Linked DNA regions of Columba livia: region 2 is linked to region 1. The links are chromatin contacts, called in public Hi-C maps. All regions are on one chromosome and are shown on one strand. The core of a region is the stretch at or near the end of the contact, and the rest is flanking DNA. Distances in the headings are between cores, read along the strand shown.

Region 1 (7,660 bases), core at 696-3,195:
CTTTCCCACAAGTAGTTGTGACTTTCTTGCATTTATTCAGCAAAAAGCAGGTACTGAAAGAGAGCTCCCAAACCAGCTCTACTATGAAGTGAAGCTGAACACTGTTGGCATAAACTCCTTCGCTGTAAGTAAAAAAGCATGAACCCAAACTTTTCATTCTTGCAGGCAGTAGGACTGCTATACTGTCTCCAGCTATGATGGGAGAAGTCAAGGCTGAGAGAGAAAGGTGTTAGTATATGTGTTAAGATTTGAATGGAGCATGCCGTATTTCAGCTCTTCCTAATAAGGGTTAGTTACAGGAAATTAATAGGAAACTTAAAATACACATCCATTCTTTTGTTGGGTATTCTCTTCTGTTGTTGTCCATGGATACCCCATGGAATGGACTTCTATGAGCTATGGAGGAGCAAGGATTCTCCTGCAGCTGCAGGACCGAATTGTCCCTCGGGAACAAGGAGCTCTAACACAAGCAAACACTGACACTCTGTTCCACTGATTGTTCATGTATTTGTCACTAAAACAGTCGCTGGATAACATACAGAGTTATTTATAGTTCAGGCATTAGGAGGGGGGTAGGAGACGTGAATTTGGATGCCATCTCTGAGCAGGGAAGAGTACATCAGCCTCCTGTACCATGAATAAGTGCTAGAAGAACAAGACCATTGTGTGCAATCAGGGTATTACACTTTTTAAAGCACAGCTTGAGGAAGAAAGGTGATAAATTTTGCCTTCAGGAAATGGTTTTGATTTTTGGACTCCAAACTGGTGGAGGTGATTCTCAGCAGCTCTGAGAAAGGTTCAGCAGTTTTGGTGGCCTGGGACTGAGTGTGCTGACCCTAAACAGCTCATTGGTCTCAATGCTGACTGGTTTTCTTTCTGGAGATCCAAATTCCCACTAGACACTGCTCAGTGAGCTGCAGACTCTAACCCAGCTTTCCAAATTCCTTGCCAAAGCCAGACACTGTAAAAACACACCATCCAGGGCCCTGAACTCTCTGTACCCAGGTAGTTTCTTCGGATCTAACTCTGACAACTTTGAACTGCAGCTCACAGGAGGGCGTAGCAGAAAGGTGAATCACAGCAAAACACCTGAAGATATTTTCAAACACCTTTCTGAATCTTGCACTGCAGGCTTGTTGCCATCCCCACCTGATGCTGGCACAAAAACGTATCGCTCAGAATCTTTGCAGCTGAGGTATATTTAAATTTTTGAAAGCTCGTGGGTACTGGAGATGCTGATCATTCTTCAGGAAGGTCTTGGCAGACCCAGGCAGGAGCTGATCACAGCGCCGGCAGCCTGGGCCGGGGCAAGTGCCTCCAGAAATCCTCTCCGTTTGAGTCCTTGTGTTGTGTGAAATCCACATGTGCCCACAGACCAAGGCTCCAGGCGTTTGGATCAGGGGCTCCATACCCACAGCACCATCAGGAGCACACAATGCCAGCCCACTTCCCAGCGGTTGGGAAATGTTCTGATGAACTGGTTTGTTTTGTGTGTTGGTTTTTTTTTTTCTTTCTTCTGTTAGAAGCTAAATAAACTTAAGCATGTGGAGGGAATTACACAGCGTAAATGTCAGCTATCCCTGTGCCTGATTAGAAGCTGCCCACCAGACTTTTCAGAAAAAAAATAAATATTTATTTTTCCTTAAAAAGTCCCTCCTCAATGATTTGAACTTGAAGGCGTTTTCCACCTCTGCTTCCAGAAAGGAGGCTGGGGAAGGCTGGGGACAGCTCGGAGCAGTCCCTGGTTCCGGCCTCAGGCTTCACCGCCCCTTTCTCCCCTCTCAGGGCTCGAACTCGTGGTCCTGGAGACCCGTTCACCCCGCGCTGCTGCTGCACCGCGCCGGGCGTCCGCCGCGACTTCGGCCACAGAGCACCGGCCCCACCTCACGGCGCCCCCTGGCGGCAGCGCTGCGGGCCGCAGCCCTCTGCTGGCCGCGGAGGGGCGGAGCCGGCTCTCTTCCCCTTTAAACGGAATGTACCAAGCGCTGCGGGGATGGGTTGAGATTTATTGTGCGCGTCCTGTGTAGCCTCGGGGCAACCCGCCGGACTGGGGGGCGCTGAAGAGCGGGAGAAACCGTGAACTGTGCAGAGTCGCTGCCGCTGGGCCCTTTCCCTCGCTTTTTCTGGTTTCCCCATGTCCACAGCTCCTCCTCTGCGGGGAGGATGAATAGTTCAGTCCTACCGACATGGCTGCCACCATGAAGAAAGCGGTGAGTGTGGTAGGAGGGTACGGCGGGATTTTTTTCGCCCCTTTTTTTTTGCTTTTTGCTCGCTTTTTTTCTCCACCGTGGGCTCTTCAGCTGCTGCCCTGGCCCCTCGCCCGATGGGGTCCGGCGTTTCTCGGTGCTGGCGCGGCCATGGCGCGGGGTCTCTTTCCCTAGGCCGCTCCGGCTCAGGCCCTGCCGAAAATATCCTGTTCGCTAGTCAGTGGATTAAGGTTTAGGTTGGGTATCAGGAAAAATTTCTTCATGGAAAGCGTTGTCAGGCACTGGAACAGGCTGGTCAGGGAAGTGGTGGAGTCGCCATCCCTGGAGGGGTTTAAAAGACGTGTAAATTTGGTTTTTAGTGACATGATTTAGAGGTGAATGTGGCAGTATTGGCTTAGTGGTTGGAGTCGATCTTGAAAGTCTTCTCCAACCAAAGTGATTCTATAATCTGGGAGCAGAGGTGTCTGGTTCAACTGTTGGCGCTGTCAAGGAGACAACCTCTGGCTTTAGGATGCCATGGGCAGCTGGTGTTTTAACTAAATGTGAGCACTGCTGCTGTCCTTCAGGAGGTGATTTAAGGAATCAAGTGTATAAGCAGAATATAGTTGCTGTAAGGCAACTTCAGAAGCTTTGTAGGAATAATCTTGATGTGAGATTCAAGTTAGTATAAGGAATGAAGTTTTCATTTTGGCCTCTTCTCCTTCCAGGCTGCAGAAGATGTCAATGTTACTTTTGAAGATCAACAGAAAATTAACAAGTTTGCGAGAAATACTAGCAGGATCACAGAGCTAAAAGAAGAAATAGAAGTGAAAAAGGTATATTTGCTTCATATGTGACTTATTCTTCATTGCCTTGAATTAATTTTCAACTGTAACACAGAAAATAGGGGCTGTGGATTACTGTCAGTTATGCTTTGATTCTAATATGGATTTTTTGGTACTTTGAAAGTAGCCAGAGAGTGTTAAAGTGGAAAAAGTCATGAGAAGTAAAGGCCACTAGTACATTTCTGCATGCAGTTCTTAGAATTCCTTAGTTGTCATATATGAAGCATTGTCTGTATATAGCGGCTGTTTGTAGTGTTCTTAAAATTTTCTGCCTGAGATTGTTCATATTTATGCTAAGCTAAGTTTAAGAATTCCAGTGTAAGTGCATATCAGATATTATTCTATATTTCCCTTGTCCAGACAGTTAATTACCCTATTAATGACAGATAATGAGTATTGACTAGAAATTTCTCCTGATACAGCCCCATTGAATTTAATACTTATGGTGAATTACAGCTCTGGAGCTGTTCTATTGAAGTTGATATGCTGGCAGGTAGGATTTTTCTCAAAATATGAACTCATTGAGTTTTTTATTCAACTGATAGCATGACAGTCTATTAATTGAAAAAACTTACTTAGTACAAAGTAAAAACCTTTTTTGTTTTATGCCTTGATAAATAGAAACAACTTCAGAATTTGGAAGATGCTTGTGATGACATTATGATGCTGGATGATGGCGATTCACTTTTGATACCCTACCAAATTGGAGATGTCTTCATTAGTCATTCCCAAGACGAGACACAAGAGATGCTGGAGGAGGCAAAGGTTTGTCTGGGCAAAAGAAACCCTTTTACTGGCTGCTACAGTGTGATGAGCGTTGGAATGGCATGATCTTGTCATCCTTTGAAGCTTTTGCTTTCTAAAGTTCGTGTTTGATTTATGGTTTGAGGATGAGGATGTGCATATACTGTAAGTCATAACTGGGATGTCAGTACACTATTCATGCCAGCCTTGGTTTGGCTCTGTAAAAAGTCTCATGACGTGACTCAGTTTGCTTTACATAACTAGTTGATGTTTTTTCTTTTTCAGAAAAGTTTACAAGAAGAAATTGAAGTCTTAGAATCCCGTGTGGAATCAATTCAGAGGGTGTTGTCTGACCTGAAAGTGCAGCTCTATGCAAAATTTGGAAATAACATAAATCTTGAGGCTGAGGACAGTTAAAGGTGTTCTAAATATACCATATCACTTTCCCTTGTTTTGTTGTTTTGATAACGTTGTTTCAATTATATTAAAAACCAAAACAAAAAACAAAACACCTTTTTTTTTTTTTCCCACCCTCTTTCCTGTCTTGGGTTCCATCTATTTAATGAGAGCTTTTGTATTTTGGTTATTGCAGTTATTTATTTGTTCAGGAAAGCGTTAGTTTCATACTGTTGGTAAAGCATCAAGATTGGAATATTTGCATTGTTTATTAAAATAATAAAGTCAGGCACATATTGTAGTTTCCTTGGTCTTGTTTTCCACTTATGAAAATACTTAAGTATAAAAACGATCGAAGTGGGGCATTTTTTATTTGCGCTGTAATGGCTGTTTGACCCTTAATGAAAAGCACCAGTAGATGGCATCGAAGAGCTGGGAAACCCGTTTTACGGTAACGCCAGGCCCGGGCTGGGAGAGCAAGTGCTTTGGTAATGTGAAACTTGGTGATGATCACATTCTCATTAGTTGGTTGGTAATGCTTTAAAATTCACTCCTAAGTGACTGTTGTGGCAGCTCTGCTGTTCTGAGCGTATTCACAGCTGTGCAGACTGCAGGTATTTAAAATGATTGTGGTTTCCAGATAGGCCATAGCATGGATGTGGCTTCATCACGAAAGGCGGCAGCTGGAAGGGTTTAACTGTGATTCCAGTGGCAGCTGTAAAGCTGATGAGAACCTTAGTTCAGTAAAGCACCCAAAGGGGGAAATGCTGGCAAGGTGTGGAGAGCCTTTTTTTCACATGTAATGCCTGGTTTCCTAGTCTGGTTTGGACAGTTGTGTTTGCAAGGTCAGGCAAGTAATTAGCCAACAAACATTTTCAGATTAGACTCTGGATCTTTGTAGTTTACAGAACATGCTGCTGTCCCAGGCTGGTATTTGATGTTTTTATATGTGTGAAACAGAACATGCAGAAACTCTTCTTTGTTTTTAATTTGTCATTGTAGTGGTTAGTTTGTAAATCATCTATCGATTGCTTGAAAGTATTTGACAGAGTTGTAGTTTGTCCTTTTAGTAACCTTTCTCCTCCCTTGTGAATATATGCAACTGTTTTTCAGTTGATATGCTTTCTGTTTAGCACTCCATCTTCTAAGTGCTTTTTATTTTTGGTAGATTGGAAATTTCTGTTCTCTCTAATGTTTACCTTGCAGTTATCTTGTTCAGATAACATAAGTTCAGAAAACTTGATCCTCTGTACATGTCATGAATAATTTGCCTGCACTTTACAATATACATCTTTTAATATCATTGTCAGAATGCAAATAGTTTACTGTTGTTTTCTGTATTGTCAGGGGAGCGACATTTGTAAAGCGCTTCAAAGATGAAATGCACCATAGAAGTGCTGAGGGTTATTTTAATCTAAGGGCTTTGTTTGGAGCATTGGGCCAGGGATCTCTTTTGATCTCTTAGTAATTGAATTAGCTGTTCAGTTCCATCTTTGTATCAAAATACAGTTTCCATACTGTTTTTGTTTTGCAAGTCATAGAGCCACCGGTGTTGGACTTTTCACTTGGTTGGAGCAATTAAAGCAGGTAAACTTGTGAAACTGCAGCCAGTGAAATGTAGTTCATTTCAGTGCATCATGTCAAGGAGACTTAACCTACCAGTTTTTCAAAGTAGCCTGATAAAAACCTCTGTAAAACATAGAAGGACACGATTATTATGTTTTTAGGGGCTTGTTTGTGATTCTGTGTCTTGTGAGCTGATGGAAATATCCAAGTATCACACAGTTTTCTATGTGATGATCTTTAGCATTACCTTCTCCAGTGGAACCTTTATTATTGCTCATTGCTTTGTATAGAAGGTCCTCAGATACTATTACACTCCATAATATAAATGTGGTTGATAATTATTCAATAATTATAGGCAGTGCTCACCAACCAGTGTTTTGCATTTCAGCTACATGTTACTATAAGGGACACTCGGTGCTTTGCATTTATTACATCTAGCTTGGGCTCTGTGTGCTTACACTTGTCCAAACAGGCTGCTGAGTGTTTATGATACTGTTTGGTGACATCAGCACATGGATTTCACATCAGGTTGACTTTTATTTATTGACAGTGGCTGGAGCTTCTTGACACAATTTTATTGCCATTATAGTTGATACGACAAACATCTAATAAAATTGCATTTCATTTTATATCAAAGCAAAGATATATTTAATATCATGAAGTTTCAACTGATGCCTGTTGCTATGCCAACATGCAGTAACTTTGTGGTTAGCATAGGAATGATCTCAAGAATTTCCTGAGTTTTATGACAGATATGAATAGCTTGCAAAGCTTGCTTTATACTAAATAGGGCATGTGGGAGACAGATCACAGGCTCTTTCCCTCTGCTCTTTAAATGCTGGTTTCAATTCCCTCTTATTTCAAAGGTGAAGTTCTTGATGTCGAAGTTGATACAAAAGTTAGGAAATTTTTCAGAGTAATTTGTCTGTAACCTGCTATTTTCATTTGTTCTCTCTACTGCAATGGAGAATAGAGAGTTTGCTTTTAATTCCACAGTAGATCTGGTGCATTGATTAACGAACTTGGGCTTGGCTGTATTTCACACACTTCCTAACACACTGAAAAACAGGTATTTGGGCTCTTACTTTTCTCTGCTTACATGATTACCTGTAGCTTTGTGTTGAAATGTTTATATTTCAATTAACAGAGATGTAGAGATGCTGAGATAATGAACTCCATTCACAAATTGGAAAAACAAATTAATTGTACAATTAAAATAAAAATTCATTCAGAGCCAAAAGAGACCAGTTTCCCTTAGCCTTGATGAAATCTGAAAGGAGCAAATAAGAGATTCTCTATAAATGTAACTTTTCTGAAAAATCTCAGCTATTTCCAGTGACTACCTCAGCATTAATGTATACATCTAAGTTCATTCTATACTATTTTTCACATAGGGCCACAGATTTGGTTGTTACGCATCAGTGTACCGCTCACACCTCCCTGAAGTGTGTGAACCAAATGGTGTCACATTCTATTCTGTTAATCATTGTAATGAAAGGAGAATGTTCTAGTTCAGCTTTGAAAATGCTGCTGTCTCAGTCTTTTGGTTGTGAAATAGAACTGAATTAATGAGCTATAGTAGTCTGCATAATTATACAGGAACAATTTATTTAAGGCACAAAGCAAAGATGGAAATTTGCAAAAACTCAGAAAAAAAAAAAGAGAATGATTTCCATTTCACAGCTGTTATGGTTCATTTGGAAGCAACGGAGTAAGGAAGATCTAAGAACCAACTCGTAGCTTGCTGTGAAAAAGTGGCACCGGCAATGTTTGAAATGACTCTACTGTACTTTAGAGACACCAGAAATGCAGCAGGGTTTTCTGTTCACAGTGCATTAATGAGTCCCGCTCTTGCGATTTTTAAAGTGGTTCTCTGAGCACACATAGAAAAACAAGCAGTGCTTTGGAGAAACACCTAAACCT
Region 2 (7,055 bases), core at 2,229-4,728, 35 kb before region 1:
GCGGCTGTTACTGTTAATTTTGGAAATGGATTTGAGAAAACACATGCCTGGCCAGTTACAAGTGAACGATGTAGGCAGCTGGAAGGAGTGCGGTCTCACTGAATTACAAATGAGGATTCTCGGGGCCAAAACTCTCACTTGAGCTGCACGTTGGCATTTCTCTTTTGCTCTGAAAGCTGGTGCAAGATGCAGGCAGATGACTGACAGGGAGGATCTGATCAGAGGAGTACGTTGAACAGCATAAGAAAGAGAGATTTGTGAAAGGCGAAGTTAAGGAAGCAATATCTGGGGAAAGAATGGAAAATTGGCAATCAGCATTTCTCATTGATGTTGTCTGCTGCAACAGTGACTCATCGGGGAGTGCCTGGAACGCTGTGTCTGGTTTGCATTTCACTTTCCCCATCAGTCTCACTAGTAAGGTCAGCTGCACAGCACCATAGCTAGCGTTTCTTATGGACTTGGGTTTTTTTGGATTTAATCATTAAAGCAATACATCAGATATACATAGGTGTGTTGTCATTTGTCTCCTTTATATCCCTGATAAACTGCAGAGTTTATCAGTTTGGTAAATGCTGTGCCTCCTGCCACTCCTTTCTCCTTCATGACTTCACACCTTGCACTTTTAGGTTTGGCATCTCCTTTTTTTCAAATGCTGATATGTTGGTGAACACAGTGACTATTACAAATGGCAAAGGTTGAACCACAGCACGTGTGAAGCTGAGATTTCAGAAACCTCCAAAGGAGATTCGCTGACACATGAAAAATAATTATCCAGGGTAACAATGGCTAATGCTGGTGTGCTTTTGACGTAGTCTTAAATTAAATGTTTTAGGGTTTAGAACAATCTCTTACTAGAGATTAAGAGAACCCTAATAAGGAACAATGTGTTTGGCACCTAGCTAAATCCATCTTTCTCATGCCTTGGTTTGAAGGTCTTGGAGCACTCCTGGAGGCAGCAGGATCATTGATTGACCAAAAGTCTCACATGAAATAGTAATTCCAATGATTCAATAGTCTGATTGTTCAATAATTTAGATAGCACCTAGGTAATTATAAGAAAGAAGAACATTCCTAGCAACAAGCCTTTTTCTTTTATATTATTTCCACCAAATGAGAGTATTGTATCCACCAAAAAGTTCCGTTGTTTCAGCAAGCTTCAGTTGTGTCCATTATTTGGTATTTTCTTTCAATCCAGGTTCAAGTTCCCAAAGGACATTACAGTGACTACAATCCGAGCATGTGGACTTCTGGTCTTCTCAGTTCATCCTGCAGGTATGACTTCAGCAGTTTGCCTTTCCAAACCTGTTTGGTCTGGTTCGTAGTTGTCCGCTGTGTTTATCTTTGCACAATTGTTTTGCAGTCAGTTTATGAATTCTGGACTAGAAAGAACCCAGCGCCTCAAGAGAAGTCCTGTTAAAACCACCAAATTTTTCCCAAGCCAGTACAACTTGCATAATTTCCCCAGCAGAAACCAGCTTTCAGCCATACGCCCTCCTTGACACCAAGCTAAAGGCCAACTGAAATGTCAAACCTGGGATTATTTGAAACAGAGATTTGGACTGTCTGGGAGTTTGGCAGTTTACCTTACCATGGGGTTTTTACTCATTTGGCAATGGATATGGAGTAGTCTGAAAATTAGTTTGCTTAATCTGTCCTCAAACCTGAGTGTCAGCAAGGGACTGACGTTCAGAACATAATTTACACAACTATAATATTTCTGACATCTGTGTCCTACAACTCCTATTGCCAGAAAACAAGCCATTCCTTGCCTTGCCCTCTCCTCACTGACAGCAGGTGTCATGAGGGAATCAGTCTCATTTTTAAGTTTATGAACATTTCTGTTACTCTAAATGGGGTACTCTCATGCAGTCTCACGCCTTGTAGCTCTCCACATGTACTTCCAGCCACCTCCTCCCTCCTGCAAGGGAATTTTCGATCCGTTCTCTTTTCCTTTCAACCAAGGACAAACTTGGCCCGTTAACTGTACACATATGAGTATGTTTGTACAGCTCAAATTGGAAATGACATTTCTACTATTTAACTGCCTACCCTGAAAAAGACTCATCTTTTTAAGCACTCTGGTTTTTCTTTGTGCCTCTAAAATGCACACTGTTTCCCTTGTGTTATTAAAATAGACAAACTGTGGTGACTGTGGTGACTGAACAGAGAATTTGGCTGCAAAAGAGCTGTTCTTATGACATACTCATGGTCAGGATTGTTTTTTAGCATCTGTATTAGAACCATAAGTCATAGCTGTGAAAATAATATGTAGACATTATCAGGTCAAGGACATACACATATATCCTTAAAGAAAATTAGGTAGACTCCACAGCATGTTATAATTTTAATGGTCTTTTAAATAATGAAATAAAACCAAAACCCAGGAGAAGCTAAGACCTTTCCTGGAGACTTGGCTAATTAAGAGTAACTTGAACATTTCTTTAACTGGCTATCAAATTTCTCTCTTTAGCATAACTAGACAGGACACAAATGTGCCAGCTGTTACGATCAACTTGTTGGGCAGCCATAGTATTTCTTATTCTAGCTTTATTCCTTTGTTCTTCTTTTGAACAAAATGTCCAATTTAGGCATGAGAAACTCTCTGAAGATGCATCTACCTTCCTGTCTTGTCCAGCCATGGCCCCACTGTGTGTAAGTCGTGACATGACTCAGGTTGTCTCTCTAGCCACGACTGGCTGTGTGGTCTCAACTCGTCGCATTCTAAAGTTAGCTTCTTTTTGGATCAAGGTTTTCTGTTGTTAAATTTGTTTCCTGGGGTCATAGAGTCCATGCTGACATTTTCAGGTGGGGTTAATGATTTAATGTGACTCATATGTCAGTGCTAACTCATTCAGGTCTCATAACAAACCAAATCAATGACTCAGGAAGCCTTTTTATCGTTGTATTTAGATGATGTGTGCTTACAGTGCCCAAGAGTTTTAAAAGAAAGAGAAGTAATATATATTTGTCAGGTTTTTTGTCCCTACTATCTCTTCTCAACTTTGTGAAGTGATTAGATTAGATAGCCCTTATCAGAAGTAGACCACATCTCCCAGAAAACACCAGGTTATAGCCTCCCTGCTGCTGATAATAGGTTGGGTTTAGAGAGGACATAGTGGTTAATGGTTTTGCAGTTAGCATGTGACTTCAGCCAGAGGGTACAGACAAGTAAGAAGAGAAAGGGGATCTGTGTATCATGTGGCACCGTCAGGGCTACTGAGTGCAAAAGACAGAATTGTTTCAAGACTCATCTAAACATGTTCAAACCCAACAGAAAGGAACCCACCAATTTTAGTAACCTTTGGAAACCATCTTTAATGTGCATTAAGATAAATATGAACATTATTGAAATACTATTTCATTTTGCAGGTGATGGTGTGAACAACCTTGGCACTCAGATTTGTGCTCAAAGAAGAATGGCCCCCAGCTTAGATGTATGTGTGCATCCCGGGTACATGCTGGGATGAGACCTTTTGACAACTCTTTTCACCCTGCTCCTGATTTTCCTGGGGTTTTTAGAAGACCAAGGACATGTAGTGAGCAATCCAGACACTTTAGATATGAACTTGATTAGTCTGTAAAGTGCAGGCCTCAAAGATGCAGCAAGGTTAATCATGGTTGAAGAAATGCTGATACAAGCTTATGCAGCAGAAAAATGAGGAAGAAAGGCAAGTGTACGTGGCTGAAGCCAGTCTGAAAAAGCAGGATGCCATGGGGGAATCTAGTGCTCGCAGACAAAGAGGACTGAGCTAGCGGAAACGGTTTAAGGACGCACGAACAGCTCATTAATAGTGCATGCAACCAATCAGATTTTAGCTATCGCATAATAAGGGAGTAAATAGTGTATATAAGTCTGATGATTCTGCTAATAAAGTGACTACTGTCTGATCATATTGATCGTGTGACTAGTCCGTGACTTCGGCGTCGACAAGCTATGGTACAAAAAGGAGCCAAAGGATATTCCAGGTAAATGTAGTCACCACCTGCCAACAAAAATGACTAGTTCCACTGGAGAAGCATTTATTCAATAGGATACCTTAAAGTATATTCTTTTCTTCATTTCTGTGCATTTTCTGTGCATAACCAAAGGCTATTGAATGCTGCAACTTGACACTGAAAGCTTTCTTAGCAGTCTTTTTTTTTTTTAACAATTGCAAACAAGAACTTGGTTATGAAGCATTGAACTGAATTAATTTTCAAAATGGCACTGAGCAGGGATTATGGTAGATATAATGGACCCATGTCACTGTCCCTGTTGATTTGTCAGAGGCAGTATAAATAGAGGCTGGGTTTTTTGACACAAGTAATGAATGAGCTTGAAACATCGAATCATAATTGACACCACATTGGAAAGGTATGGACAGAGCGCTGGGTTGCTCATAAAATGGGACATCTTCAGCACATATCAGTAATAGCTTAAATATCATACTATGTAAGCCTTTGTCATGCTGGTGAGAGATAGACACCTCTTATTTTTTAGAAAAATTTTCGTTGGCAATTCCAAGATCATCTTTATTGTATTTTTGGATCCTGCAATTTCATATTAACACACTTCAGAAGAGTGATCTTGATATTTACCTAAATCTGGATTTTTAACAGTTATACATAACTGGTAGGAAGTACCACACATACCATTAGTTTGTATAATATTTAAACGAGGTCAGTGTGCAATGAACTCTTCAGGTAACGGAGTGCAGTAGACAATTATTGCCTGACACTTCAGTTTTCTATTTGGATAATTTGACCTTTTAATTGAGCACTTAACCTGAAAGTTTACACAGTTTGGGGCCACTTTCAGGGAAAATAAACCCCCTCTATTATATATATTCTCCTCTAAATTTCTAACTGAAAGGAAAATAATTTAAAAATGTAAGAGTTTTCACTTAGCTGACGACTCGTGTTAAAGCTCACAGGAAAAATACAGGGGTGTTTTTCACCTCAAGCAGTAGCGCCCATATTTTCCATCAGGGCAGAGTGGGTCACGTACTCCCATCAGAGCTGGGATGGGCTGCACTCTTTGGCCTTTCCCTTATCGCATAAGGGATTCCTGCCATATATTTGTTCTGCACGCACATAGTAGACCCAGCATGGGGCAGGTTTGCTGTGCATACATGACATGACTATATTTTGTGTTTTCCCAAAAACTTGATGCTTTCCTGGAAGCACTGGATTCACCATGGTTGTGCAGTTAATTCACTCAGCAAATTCTTTAGGACGCACTGGGAAAAGTCTTGAGGTGGCAGCAGCCAGGACTGGGCTGTGGCTGCTGACCCTACAATCCAGCCTGTTTGCAACCTGCTCCCTGTGCATTCCCAAACTGCCCGCAAGAAAAGGTGTTTCCAAGACCGGGCTGAGTACTCTTTTAATTGTCTTGATGGTTTAGATACTGCCTGCAAGTTGCAGGCTGAGTTGCATACCAAAGGATAGAGACTGGTTATAAATGAGAAGTCTGCTGAAAACATTGTTTGCTTAGAAAAGCCACATCTTGATTAAATAAAAAATAAAAATTCTTTGTGTACTTTCTGCAGCAGGTAGTTAATTTTACAGTTCTTATGGGCTACCCAGCTGGTAAAATGGGTTGTAACACTTCCAAGGAACTAGGATGGGGTGGGTTCTGAAGTTTCAAATTCCAATGGTCTTTTTTCCACCCTTAATAGTGTTTAATAAAAGATAAAGGATGAGAAGCAAACTGTTTTCCTTTAGATCAATGATTGCTGAAAGCAAGGGCAGTGCTCTTACTCATAAGCAAGCGTGGTAATCCCAGCAAACTCAGTCATCCATTCTCAGATCATACAGTTCATTGCTGGTAAGAAGGAGGGACAAACTTTTGCAGTGAGTTCCTATAAGCTCATTTTCTTTTTCTATTATCTGTTTTCTAACAGGTTATCCAAGAAAACAAAAGAAAACCCTGACTAGACTTTTCCACACCACTGACTACCCAAAGCTTTTGTTGGCTGCTACAAATCTGGACTTGGAAGACTTTGTGCAACATATAGATAGAACGGGTGGTGTGGAGAATAACTGAAAACACAAAACCACACTCAGGGTTTAGGGTATGGAATTTAGGATACTTCTGCTTTGGGTGAGAGAGAGAGTCAAAGACAAAGAAGTTTGACACAGAACCAGTCCTAGCAGAAAGTTTTCAGTAAAATGTAAGGAATTCAGGAAGAAATCATTGCTGGAGATAATTTTTATAACAGTTCTCAGAAGATTGACATGGCAAAGGAAAAACAGTGGTAATGAAGATTTTAATGTCTTTGTTGCCAGTTAGACTCTGAATATTTTTAGTATCTTCTGTGCAATAAGAAAGTCATCTTGATGCATCTCAATGGACCAGATATCCACAATTGTTCTCATTGGCAGTTCTAACTAAAAAACCCAAGCAATTAACACGCAAAACTCACGTCAGTGTCTCACCTAGAACAAGACCATTCAGGTAAAGGCTAATGGAGCTTTAATGATGTCTATCTAGAAAACTGAAATGGTCATTTCCAGCACAGCCAGCCATATCCTTTTTACTAGCAAAACCAGGAAAGTAATGTTGTGAGTCTGGGATACTGTATGTTGTCATAAGATGGAGGTATACAATTAATGGAGACATAAGCTTTAAAGTAAATGTAAAGAATCTTGTGGAGAAACATAGTAACTTGAACCTCCTCCTGCTGGGGCTAGTGACAATGACCATATCCATTTCCTTGTACTTGGTTGGTTTTCTTTAATAATAAACCACCAACTAAGTCATAAGTGGTAAACAGAGAAAATGGCTAAAAATCACTTTTCAAAGAATATCACATAGTTGTATTCCTGTTTTTGCATATCCCTAACAAATAACCTGCACTGACTTTCGCAGTGAGTCAGGGTCCTCTGGCCTGGCTCAGAACAGGCAGGGGCTGCTCATCAGTCCTTGGAGTGAGGGTTAAATCATCTGCTGCCTAACTGATCAGAGCCAGAGGAGTTCACATGAGCTAGCAAAGGAAAGTCATAATCTCTATATATTTATTATACTTTCAGGCAACTCATTCTGCCTCCAGCCTAGCCCCAGGACACAGCAACCC

Evidence for each region. Hi-C and Micro-C count contacts between places; a contact is called where the count stands out from the background.
Region 2: a Hi-C map of liver shows a contact between it and region 1, with 1.8 times the contacts expected there. The contact joins the enhancer-like site here to the promoter of PFDN4 in region 1. A contact is called at or near these places in 2 of 2 Hi-C or Micro-C datasets (crop and liver).

Annotation. Positions count from the first base shown.
Region 1 is chr16:11,706,944-11,714,603 of bColLiv1.pat.W.v2, reverse strand. It overlaps PFDN4 (prefoldin subunit 4), which reads left to right and starts at 1,945. Exons shown (of 4, transcript XM_005499627.4): 1 at 1,945-2,210; 2 at 2,915-3,022; 3 at 3,653-3,796; 4 at 4,061-4,472. The coding sequence starts at 2,187. The coding sequence ends at 4,192.
Region 2 is chr16:11,744,539-11,751,593 of bColLiv1.pat.W.v2, reverse strand. LOC135575589 (a long non-coding RNA gene) reads left to right here. Exons shown (of 4, transcript XR_010466639.1): 2 at 1,196-1,272; 3 at 3,370-3,966; 4 at 5,883-7,055. Among named protein-coding and RNA genes, the nearest start is that of BCAS1, 12 kb to the left of the region's middle. Within about 2 kb of position 3,478, at least 1 of the 3 cell types and tissues checked has an H3K27ac peak away from gene starts, as active enhancers do.